Regions from separate parts of the Pan troglodytes genome. Here region 1 is linked to region 2. A link is a contact called in public Hi-C data. All regions are on one chromosome and are shown on one strand. The core of a region is the stretch at or near the end of the contact, and the rest is flanking DNA. Distances in the headings are between cores, read along the strand shown. Region 1 holds the start of FOXF2 (forkhead box F2). Region 2 overlaps EXOC2 (exocyst complex component 2).

Region 1 (4,822 bases), core at 1,914-4,413, 790 kb before region 2:
GCAGCCTTGAAGAAGGGTCAGGAGTCTCTTTCCTGTGTGCTTTTTTTTCTTCCTAGAGTACGGTTTCTCCAAGGCTGCTAAGCCTCAGAGTCCGGGTTCAAGTTGAGTGGATCTGCCGGGAGAGGAGGAGAAGGGGAGCAGGGAGGGCAGCTGGCAGGCTGGGAGAGGAGCAGGCAGGCGGGGAAGGGAAGGGGCCAGTGCACCGAGGGGTGTGTGTGTGTGTGTGTGTGTGTGTGTGTGTGTGTGTGTGTGTGTGATTGACAGCTGGTCCAAGGGAATACAAAAATAAGAGGGGAAGGCCGCCTGTATTGGTTACTTGTTGAAATTCCCATAAAATTGAACAAGACTCTGTTCTCAGTGGGTTAAGTCAGGCTAAAATCCTCTCCGGTGTGGTCCTGCCGAGACTGTCTTTGTTTGGTTAACCTCTGAGACCCACATTTAAAAGGCCTATTTGGGAAATTTCACCGTCCAGGGAACCAACATCTTTTGCCCATTTCTGGGCTTCCCTTCTCCCCCGGTACTCCCGCTGCACACCGGCTCAGGAACACATAAAGCATGCATCACCCTCCAAGCCACTGTCTCATTGCTGTGGGAGGCCAGTGTGAGAGAGTAGCTTGGGGCCTTGCCTTTGACTGGCAGGCCCATGAGATTTTAATGTGCAGCCCTAGGTGCTCCGAGTGAGGGGTTAATGTAAGGGTTTATCTCTGTTCTTCAGATTAACCTGGTCAAATATTCAAATTCCCTCTTCCATCCTCACCGTCCCCTCCCACCTTTCACCACCTTCAGCAAGTCAATAAATTTTCATAATCTGCAACCAAACACAATGTAAACCAGCCACACTACAAGTGGCATCCACAGGGCAGGCGCATTTCTCAGGGGAGTCCTAGCAGGGTCCTTCAGGTCCTGCCACCCAGGACCTGTATCATTAATGTGGGTCCATTGTTGGGGGGTGGGGAGGCAGGGAAGGGGAGGAGTCTTCAACAGTTTGGTGACCCCCTCCACTGGCAAATCCTTTAGTGAAAGATCCTTTAGTGAAAGATCCTGGGATCCAGCTCTCTCCCTCCCACCCCCTCCTCTTAACACTTGCCCAGCTGCAAACATCTCCCTACAGACACCCCAACATACAGAACATATCTGATTCTGACATTTACTTCGGGACAAAAGTACAGCAAAATGAACGCAAGGAAAAAATGGGACAAAAGGAACTAGACACAGCTTCCTGACCAAGTTCCCCAAAGGCCACATGCCTTCTCTCAAAGCTGAGTGAGACTCTGAACGGGAGACCTGCAGTCTCCTGCACAGGGATCCCCAAAGAGTCCAGGAAGGCAGGGGACTTTACACCACGCTCAGAGCAGCCAGACAATTCTGAAGCTTCAGCTGCTGGCCAGGGATACTGGGAGGACAGTAAGACCCTGATCCCTGATCCCTGCTCCCACGAATAAGATGCCGGCTTTCCCCAGCATCTGCTTTTCCCAGTGCCCTCAGACCTCCTAGCTTCGGGGTCCCTGTTTGTGGGAGTGGCAGTGGCCGCCAGCCCTGGAGGCCTAGAAGCGATGCGCCCAGCTGGCTGGGCTGGAGCGTGCTGCGTTACCTGAGAGGTCCTCGCGAGCGTTCTGGTGCAAGTAGCTCTGCTCCAGCGAGTAGGAGGACATGCTGGAGTGCAGGCCTGCCGAGGCGGCGGGGTTGCTGCTCGGCGTCAGGGCAGGCGGCTGCTTGAGGTAAGGCGAGGCGCCAGGCGAGCTCCAGTGCGCCGCAGGGCTCGTGTAGGGCGAGTGGCATTCGATGGCGCTCGCCATGGCCGGGGACGAGGGTACCGGGCTGCTGCTGCTGTCCGGCCCGTAGTCTCCGCCGCCGCCGCCGCCGCCGCCCCCGGCCGCACCGACGCCCCCGGGGCCCGCGGGCACCGGGCAGCTGGCCATGTAGGTGGAACCCGGGTTGGGCGACATGTGCGGGACGTGGTGGTGGTGGTGGTGGTGAGGGTGCGCGTGGCTTGGGGCGCCCGCGCCGGCGTCGTAGCCCGCGGGCATCATGTCGAGGCCGCCGTAGCCGCCCTGGCTGTGGCAGCCGAGCGGCGCCGACGGGGGCGCCTGGAAGTCGAAGCCCTGGGGCAGCAGCGACGCCCCGAAGCCCAAGCCGCTCACCACGCGGTGGTACATGGGCTTGAGCGCCTGGCACTTCCGCCTGAAGCCGCGCGGCCGGCGGCGGAACGAGCCCTCCTCGAACATGAACTCGCTGGCCGGGTCGATGGTCCAGTAGTGGCCCTTGCCGGGCCGCCCGAGGCCCTTAGGCAGCTTGATGAAGCACTCGTTGAGCGAGAGATTGTGGCGCACGGAGTTCTTCCAGCCCTGGTAGGCGCCGCGGAAGAAGGGGAAGCGCGCCTGCAGGAACTGGTAGATCTCGCTGAGCGTCAGGCGCTTGCTGGGCGAGCTCTGGATGGCCATGACGATGAGCGCGATGTACGAGTAGGGCGGCTTCTCGGGCCGCCGCAGCCCCGAGCTCGCCTTCTTGGCGCCCCCGCTCCCGGCGCCCGCGCCGCCGCCGCCCGTACTCTTGCAGGCAGCCGAGGGGGCGCTGGCCGAATTGGAGGAGGACGAGGACGAGGCGCAGGAGGCGGAGGAGGACGACGAGGAGGAGGAGGTGGTCTCCAGGGCGGCGGCGGCGGCGGCGGGCGGCGGGCTCATCAGGGCGGCCTGGAGCGCGCCGGGGACCGGGCTGCACGCGCGGCGGAGCGGGGCCGGCGGCGGCCCGCCCTCGGTGGTCATCTGGGACCCGGGAGCGAGGCCGGGCCGCGAGGGCGGGCCCCGGGCGGGGAGCGGAGGCGCCGGAGCGGGGTCGGCCCAGAAGCCCTGCGAGCGCCCTAGCCCGCCGCCCGGGCTGCAGCCGTGGCCACTCCGGGCCAGCGCTTCGGCGTCGCCTCCCTCAGCTCCTCTGGGGCTTCTGGCGGCGGCGGCGGCGGCGGCGGCGGGCGGGAGGCAACGCCCGGCGCATCCCTCCCCGAGCCGCGGGCCCTGCCTTGCGCAACGGCCTCCCAGGCCGCGGGGCCGAGCGGCCGGCGCCGGGCAACTGCGCCCGCGAGTGGGACCGCGGCCTGGACCCCGGGGACGAGCCCGACGTCTCCCTTCAGGAGCGCTCCTCGCTCTGTCTCTCGGACTTCCTCCCTCCCTCGCCCTCCCCGGCCGCCCTCCTCGCTCCCTCCCTCCCTCCCTCCCTCCCTCCCCCTACCCCGCCCTGCCCCCTCCTCGCTCCGCGCCGCCGCGGGGAGGGCGCGCTCGGGCCGCCGCGCTCACTCCTCCCCCTCCCGACCTGGCGGCCGCCTCCCTCTCTTATCTCGCTCCCCGCTCTCCAGGGTCTCCTCGCTCTTTTCATTCCTCTCGCGGCCTCTTCCCCATTCCCTCACTCACCGTCTTTCAAATTGAGGGATCACAGACTCACTCCCGTTTTGCTAAGGGGGCGACCCCCACCCCTCGCAAAACTCGACCACCTCTGACTTCATGAAATATTCTTTCTGTTTGCCCCCTACAGCAACCCCCGCTTCCCATCCCAGGACCCTGCCGCCCCCCGCGGAGTGGACCCAGCCCCGCCCCCCCGCCCCCCCTTCCTCCTCCTGGCCCGCCGGGCCGAGTGGTGCTGCTGCGGGTGCGGCTGCTCGGAGCCTCCCTGGCCGCCCTCCCCAGGGCCGATACTGACTCCATCTGTCAACTTCGTTTAGACTTTGCCGCCCTCAGCCACACGCCGGGGTGCCAGACGCCCAAAGGTAACGTGCCAATCCTCTCTCTTTCTGGCAGGGCCTGCAGGCTCCCCGACAATTGTTAGGGCGACTGGGGGCCGCCGCAGGGTTGCGGGCCGCTGGCGATCGTGGACGTTTTCGGAACTTTGAGCAGAGGGATTTAGACTGAGAAACCTAGGCCAAGTTTCAAAGACTCTGGAAACCTGGATCTCATGGGACTTAGGGTTGCATTTGCTTCCACTTCTTCCCCTCACCCCCACGCCCCAGTTAGTGTTCTGTAAGAAAAAAGTGCAGAAGAAAAAGAAAGAAGAAGGAAGGAAGGAAGAAAAGAAAGAAAGAGAAAGAAAAAGAAAGACCCTGAGATAAGCGAGATGGCTATATTTATAGTCAGTCCTGAAGGGGTGTGCAGCTGTCACTAGGTTTACATCCTCCGTCTTAACATTGCCCACCCAAAACTGTGCCAGGTCTCAGCTAACTCCTGTCCGAGAACACTTCTCCCCAGTTGTGGCTAATTCCTCCCTAAGTAAGAGTCACGCTCTGAGAGAGATGTGCCCTCGGGAGCAATCACTTCCAATGAGACCCGACAGTTAGTTATTGGATTACACGTGCAGGGAAATGTAGTCCGACCAGGGATAGGAGCTGGGAGAGGGAGGAGGAGAGCAGGAGGCCGGAGCTGGCGGGGCCTCCCAAGGGCTGAAGGGGGAGGCCCAGAAAGAAGGTGCTGCAGACCAGCGGACCAAACAGGAGGCAGAGCTGGGCACCCCGCTGCGTCTAGGCTGAAAGGACCGAGGTGCACGGGTGTGCCTGCTGGGGAGCCTGGGGAGTTGCAGGAGGCAGGAGAAAGGGAGGTTGTGCAGTAATCAGGAGGGAGACACCAGGCAAAGAGCCTTCACAGCCGCACAGCCTAGGCAGGCCCCTTGGGGCGGCTGGAGCCCTGTGTGCCCCTGGAGTGCCAGGGGACTGCTCCTGGCTGAGTGTGCTGGTGGGGCTGTAGATGCAGAGAGGGCGGGTGGGGAGGGGAGGGGTATGTGGGAGGGGGGTGGGCCGGGGCTGGCCCCAGACAGTGACCTGAGGTTGAGTGGAAGCAGGCTTTTT
Region 2 (5,606 bases), core at 588-3,087:
AGAAAGCGACAGAGTTGCAGGGAGGTTGAGCGTAGTGTCCAGGACACGCAGCTGGGTAGCGTCAGACGTCCTGAGGCTGCTGTTTCCTGCCCTGCTCCTTCACTGCGTGTGCTTTGTATATTTCTGGCCTGTTTACACTTGTTATGTTAAACTTGCCTATAGTAATGTGTTAAATCTTGTTGAGTGTACAAATTCTTTATGTTGTGGGTTACCATCTATATGGATAACTCATGTGCAGTTTTTATGAGTATATAACTTACTGGATATCGTTTAAAAGGTGGTAGTGCCAAAAAAGATTCTTTTAAGGAGCCTTTTAACTACCATTTTTCCTGTCATCTTAAAGGCAAAAGAGCAAAAATATAAACAAGTCAACAATAGTTTATGTATTTGTTAATGATTATTTTATTTACGATGCTTTGAGAAAATACTGAGCAATTGTTACCTTTTTAAATGAAATTTTTAGTCGCTAAGAAATAGAAAAATAAGATCAGAACCAGGTCAAATACCTGTTGGACTTTGAAATTTATGAGCGTCAAGTAGGAATAGAGATAGCTTTATCATGAACAAAAATGTATTAGTTTTCTTACATAGTCCAGATTATGTGTGGTAGAGGGGAAAATCAGATTACCACTATATTGTCTTACTGTTGTTCACAATTTTTTCTAATATCATTCACTATTTTATCTAATTTAAACCTTCCCTATTCTTCTCCCTCTCCTTATTTCTATCTTGATGTTGGCAGGAAGCAAAGCTCTGCATATTCCTTTCCACAGCAGTGTGATCTTATCCCTGGTAGCTGTGAGAAGATCATGTCAGAATATGACTAAAAACTTCCTTTATTCTTAAATTTTAAAATACTGAGCCTGTGTTAATCATAATTAACATTCTTTACATTGCTTTTTAACCTAAAAAGCCTTTTTAAAAAGTGTTCTTAATATGCAGTTTTAAAAGAAATGGCGATAACATGTATCATTCTAAACAGAGTTTTGAAATGTAACTACTTATTTTTAGCTGCATACTGAAAGGAAACACGAAACTTATTTGAAGAGCCCAGCACAAGTTGTCATGCTTTTGAACTGAGTCTAGAATTTCTAAAAGAACAACTTTATCTTGCTTTGTAAAACTTTTATAAACTCCTTTACTTTAATACCCGTTAATAAGATGATAGAAAAAGTCTTTTGTTATTAGGTTTTGCAAGGACACAGTCAACATTTTAAAGAGACGTATAATGTAAAAAGCCACTAAGCAAAGCTTATTGATTTCTCTTGCTGTACTCCTGGAGAAAGAACCCTTGTACCGAACTGTCTACACTCCTATTCAGTGATTTAAACATTAAAAGGAACACCGTCCCTAAAAGAGTATCTCTTTATTTTACTACTAACACCAAATCTGAGGGCTACGTGAGTGAAAGTGTTAGGAGAAAGCGTTGCAGAGGTGTTGGGAGGCAAAACAAGCCTATTTAGGGAGAACGCTGAAATGCATCATCCCCAGCAAGAAAGCATAGAATCACGTTCTTTGGGAAGAAAGACACAGTGTACTATTTGTTATATTTATCGTTCAGGTAATAAAAGAAGAAAGCCTTGTGTGAGAGAAAGAATCAGACTGCATTTTGGAATCTGAAATGAATCCCCTGTGCCAAGCTAAATGTAACTTGTTAGATTGTAGTTTTCTTCTCAGGATACTATTCTCATTTATGAGGAGGAGTGCTGGTGACTTCTTAATCTGAGTAAAGCTCTTCCTTCTAATTGATCTGCCACTTTCTCAGCACAGAGACGCATCCTGTTTGCAACCTGTAGGTGGTCACAAGGAGGAGGAGATGGCAGCTCTCAGCCACCTCTGGGCAGCCTGAGTGTGGCCCGTCTGTAGATGCCTGGATATCCGGCTCTCCACAGCACCCAGTCCCTCCCCATCAGCTGGGAATGTCAGTGTTCTCAGCATTTTATTTGTTGCTAACATATTACAAAGTGGATTTGTTTCTCCTCTGATTGGCTGCTGATTGAGATACCTGAGTAACACACACTCACTACTGGAGGAATGGGCTGGAAGCATGGGTGCACCCCTGAGGGATTGAGGTCTGGCCCAAGGTCAGCCTGGAGCCATTGATGATGATTTACCACTGAAGAAAAACCTCTAACCCAGAGACAAAGAATGGCATATGGCTTAACAACAGTTTTAAGACAATAAATTCATTTGGACATGCTTTTGGAGTTGATTTAATTGGATTTAGCTTGCTATATTTATATATTTTGTGAGGGCTGAGGGCCAAATCTTAAATAATATTTGACAGAAATTTTTCTATGGAAATAAATGGTCTCTATGGATTTGGGTGTTTTATAGACAAAGACTTGATATATTTTAAGAATATTTAGAAACTAAGAAAAACACCGAACTATACTATATTTCCTAGAGAAATATTTTCTCAGTCGTGAGTGTAGACTTTAGAGGTGAGTGTTGTCACCAAATCTCTTCACAGTTCGGTTAGCCCTCATTTAGCTAGTTTTAGAAAGCGGTGCCATACTGCCATCTCGTGGCCATATTTCATATCAGAAAGGAATTAAAAAACATCTGAAATTTTAAAAGTATTTGCCCAGTATCTGCTGGCTCCCACCTGTGTCTAATATAATGACTCTGAACTAAGTAGAAAAACTCCTGTGAACTAAATATAAATATAAAGAAAAATGCTCATCGAGTAGATAGGATCACTGCAAATTGTCCTTGTCTTTTTACAAAGAGCTGTTTTTAATAGTTTTATCATTTATATGAAAAAATTTTAAAGCTCTGCTGTTTATTTTTTTATTTTTTGTTTGCTTGTTTGTTTGTTTGGAGATGGCGTCTCACTCTGTCGCCCAGGCTGCAGTACAGTGGTGAGATCTCAGCTCACTGCAACCTCTGCCTCTCGGGTTCAAGCGATTCTCCTGCCTCAGCCGCCCGAGTAGCTGAGATTACAGGCTTGCACCAACACACTTGGCTAATTTTTGTATTTTTTTAGTAGCGACGGGGTTTCAGCACGTTGGCCAGGCTGGTTTTGAACTCCTGACCTCAGGTGATCCATCCACCTCAGCCTCCCAAAGTGCTGGGATTACAGGCAGGAGCCATCTCACCTAGCCAAGAAATTCGAATATATTTCATTGAGAATTAAATATTAAAGACTAATATTTGACAGGGGACAAGACTAATTGATAAAATTTTAGCCTTTAAAAAGTCATGATTTTAAAATATGCCAGCATTTCCCTTTGGCCTCAACCTTGGACTTGCTTTTTCAGGTACCTGTCTGACCTTCATGCCCCTGGTGACCCTGCTTGGCAATGCATTGGAGCCCAACACAAGTGGATCCTTCAGCTCATGCACAGTTGCAAAGAGGGCTACGTGAAAGATCTGAAAGGCAAGGATTTCTCTTCCAATGTGTTGTGTGATTCCTTCATGTCATTTTGATACATTTTGGGAATGTTTAATGATGAAGGCACTGACTACCTAATTTACTTGGTATCTCTTATTATTGTCTTTTGCTTGTTTTGTGGTTTTTTTGGCCACTGGTTAGCATTGTACTAATGAAAAGGGACAACTCTTTTATCATGTCTGTTTTTGCGGTTGGTGGACAGCGTTGACGTTTCGGGGCAGGCAGCGTGATGCCGAGGAGGTGACATTGGTCTTTGGTAACTATCGGTCTGCACATCGTCTTGACAGGTGTATGTTGAGTCCTGCTCTGTGCCAGGCACTGCACCCATCGCTAGCAACACATAGCCGCTGCCTCCCAGAGTTACCGCTAGAGGAAGGAAAAGCCACTAAACATGTAACTAACCAAATAAAATGCTGGGACATGTGATGAAAAGAAAAAAAGAAAATCAAGATGTTCCAAAAGGGAGTAACTGAGGAGAATGCTTTAGATGGCTGGTGTGGGAATGTCTCAGAGAAGCCTCCGTATTAGAACTGGAAGGATAAAAGGTAGCTTACTAGCCACCTCAGCTTGAGAAAGGGACCACCTGTGTGGAGGCCCTGAGGGAAGCTGGGGGAGAGAAGTCAAAGGTCTATTTGCGTGCAGGTGTATTGGCTTTTGTTTGTATACTATCATTTGGAGAATATTGAGTATATTGAATGCCTGCTATGCTCCAGACACTGTTGGGTGCCAAAGTCACAGTAGTCAGGACAACAGACAAGGGCCTAGCTCATGCAAGCTCACAAAATAGTAGGGTAGACAGATAACCAGCCAGCTGTTAGAATATTATGTGCTGTTTCATATGACTGGGGAAGTTCTGAGTGACATTGGAGTGCTTAGGAGTAGCCTCTGATCCAGGGTTTTGAGGTCAGGGGAGTGACATTCTGAGAGCTGAAGGGAGTGACATCTCTTTTGAGATCAGAAGGGTATCTGTACTTGACAGTTGAAACAGAGGAGGAAAGCATTTAAGACTTCCAGGAAGGGAGAATGTGCACAGGTTACAAGCACAAGAAGGCCTCTGAATCCTGTGTGGTTGGAGCTTAGAGCGTGGAGGTGGAGTGAAGAGACGAACTTCCTTGGCCGCTGTGACAGGTTTGGACTTCACCCAGAGTGCGATGGGGAGTCGCTGATGGATTTTAAGCAGGGGTCGGTGGATTGGGGGAAGACAAGCTCAGACTCACTTTTGAAAAGATGACGACTCTGGCCGCCCATAGTGGGTGGATGAGAGGGAGCAAGCCCAGAGCAGTGAAGCTGGTAAGGAGACAGGCACCCCACCTGATGTGGAGGTGGTGGGAATGTGAAGAAGAGCATGGACTCCAGGGCCATTCAGGAATGGAACTGATAGGGCTGGATGATGGACAAATGAAGAGGAGGAAGGGATGAGCAGTGATTTCCAGATGGCTGACTGGCAGCTAGTTAGGGTGATGGTGCCACTGAGTTAGGGAACATAGGGGAGAAAAGTGATTCCGCCTCTTTGTTTGGACAGCTTGACTTGGGGTTGTCTGACATGTAAGTAGAGATGGAAGTAGTTGGATCTAGAGACTGAGAAATTTGAGCATGGTGGGCATACAGGTGGTCCCTTGGAACTCGTGCATTTACCCAAGAAGACGAAAAAAGAAGCAAACTCAGGAAAGAGTCCTGACAAGTGATGTTTTAGGGGCTGGTAGAAGAAGAGAAGCCTTCAAAGGAAACGAAGAAGGGGTGGTCATGGCGGGAGGAAAACAGAAGGGAGTGGTCAGCACAATCTCCAAGATGAAGCAGAAGATGAAAGAGAAATGTCCTTAGGATTGCTCTTACGCTGTTGGTGGTGACTCTGGCAAATGCAGGGCCTGAGACCTGAGCCCCTAACTGGATGACATGAAAAGGAGTAATGGCCCTCATCAGGTCCCTGGGAGGATCAGGAGCTGTAACAGGAGAGCAGTCTTGGTAGAGAAGGAAGTACAATGGAGAGGTCGCCGTTGTTTCTTTCTAGCATAGTTTTGTCATGAATTAGTTGGCTTGGATTTGAGTACTTTCCAGCTCTGATGCCATTTTTTTCTGTGCTTGATATTTAAGAAAACCCAGGTATCTCTGCTGAAGCCATGTCAACATCCCCATTAATGTCATTAATTATTTTATATTTTTAGCAAGTGAAAATGACAGCAAATGTTACACACAGTCTGCAGTCTTTGGG

Evidence for each region. A called contact is a pair of places that touch in the nucleus more often than the background predicts.
Region 1: a Hi-C map of induced pluripotent stem cells shows a contact between it and region 2, with 1.7 times the contacts expected there. The contact joins the promoter of FOXF2 here to the enhancer-like site in region 2. A contact is called at or near these places in 3 of 7 Hi-C or Micro-C datasets (blood, induced pluripotent stem cells and stem cell-derived neural progenitor cells) and 1 of 1 other capture datasets (stem cell-derived neural stem cells).

The regions. Positions count from the first base shown.
Region 1 is chr5:7,332,436-7,337,257 of NHGRI_mPanTro3-v2.0_pri, reverse strand. It overlaps FOXF2 (forkhead box F2), which reads right to left and starts at 3,163. Exons shown (of 2, transcript XM_001174677.5): 1 at 1,592-3,163. The coding sequence starts at 2,762.
Region 2 is chr5:6,535,737-6,541,342 of NHGRI_mPanTro3-v2.0_pri, reverse strand. It overlaps EXOC2 (exocyst complex component 2), which reads left to right. Exons shown (of 28, transcript XM_016954799.3): 11 at 3,264-3,382. Among named protein-coding and RNA genes, the nearest start is that of HUS1B, 64 kb to the left of the region's middle. Within about 2 kb of position 1,837, at least 3 of the 24 cell types and tissues checked have an H3K27ac peak or open chromatin away from gene starts, as enhancers often do. A contact at or near this core is called in induced pluripotent stem cells, where this site is marked.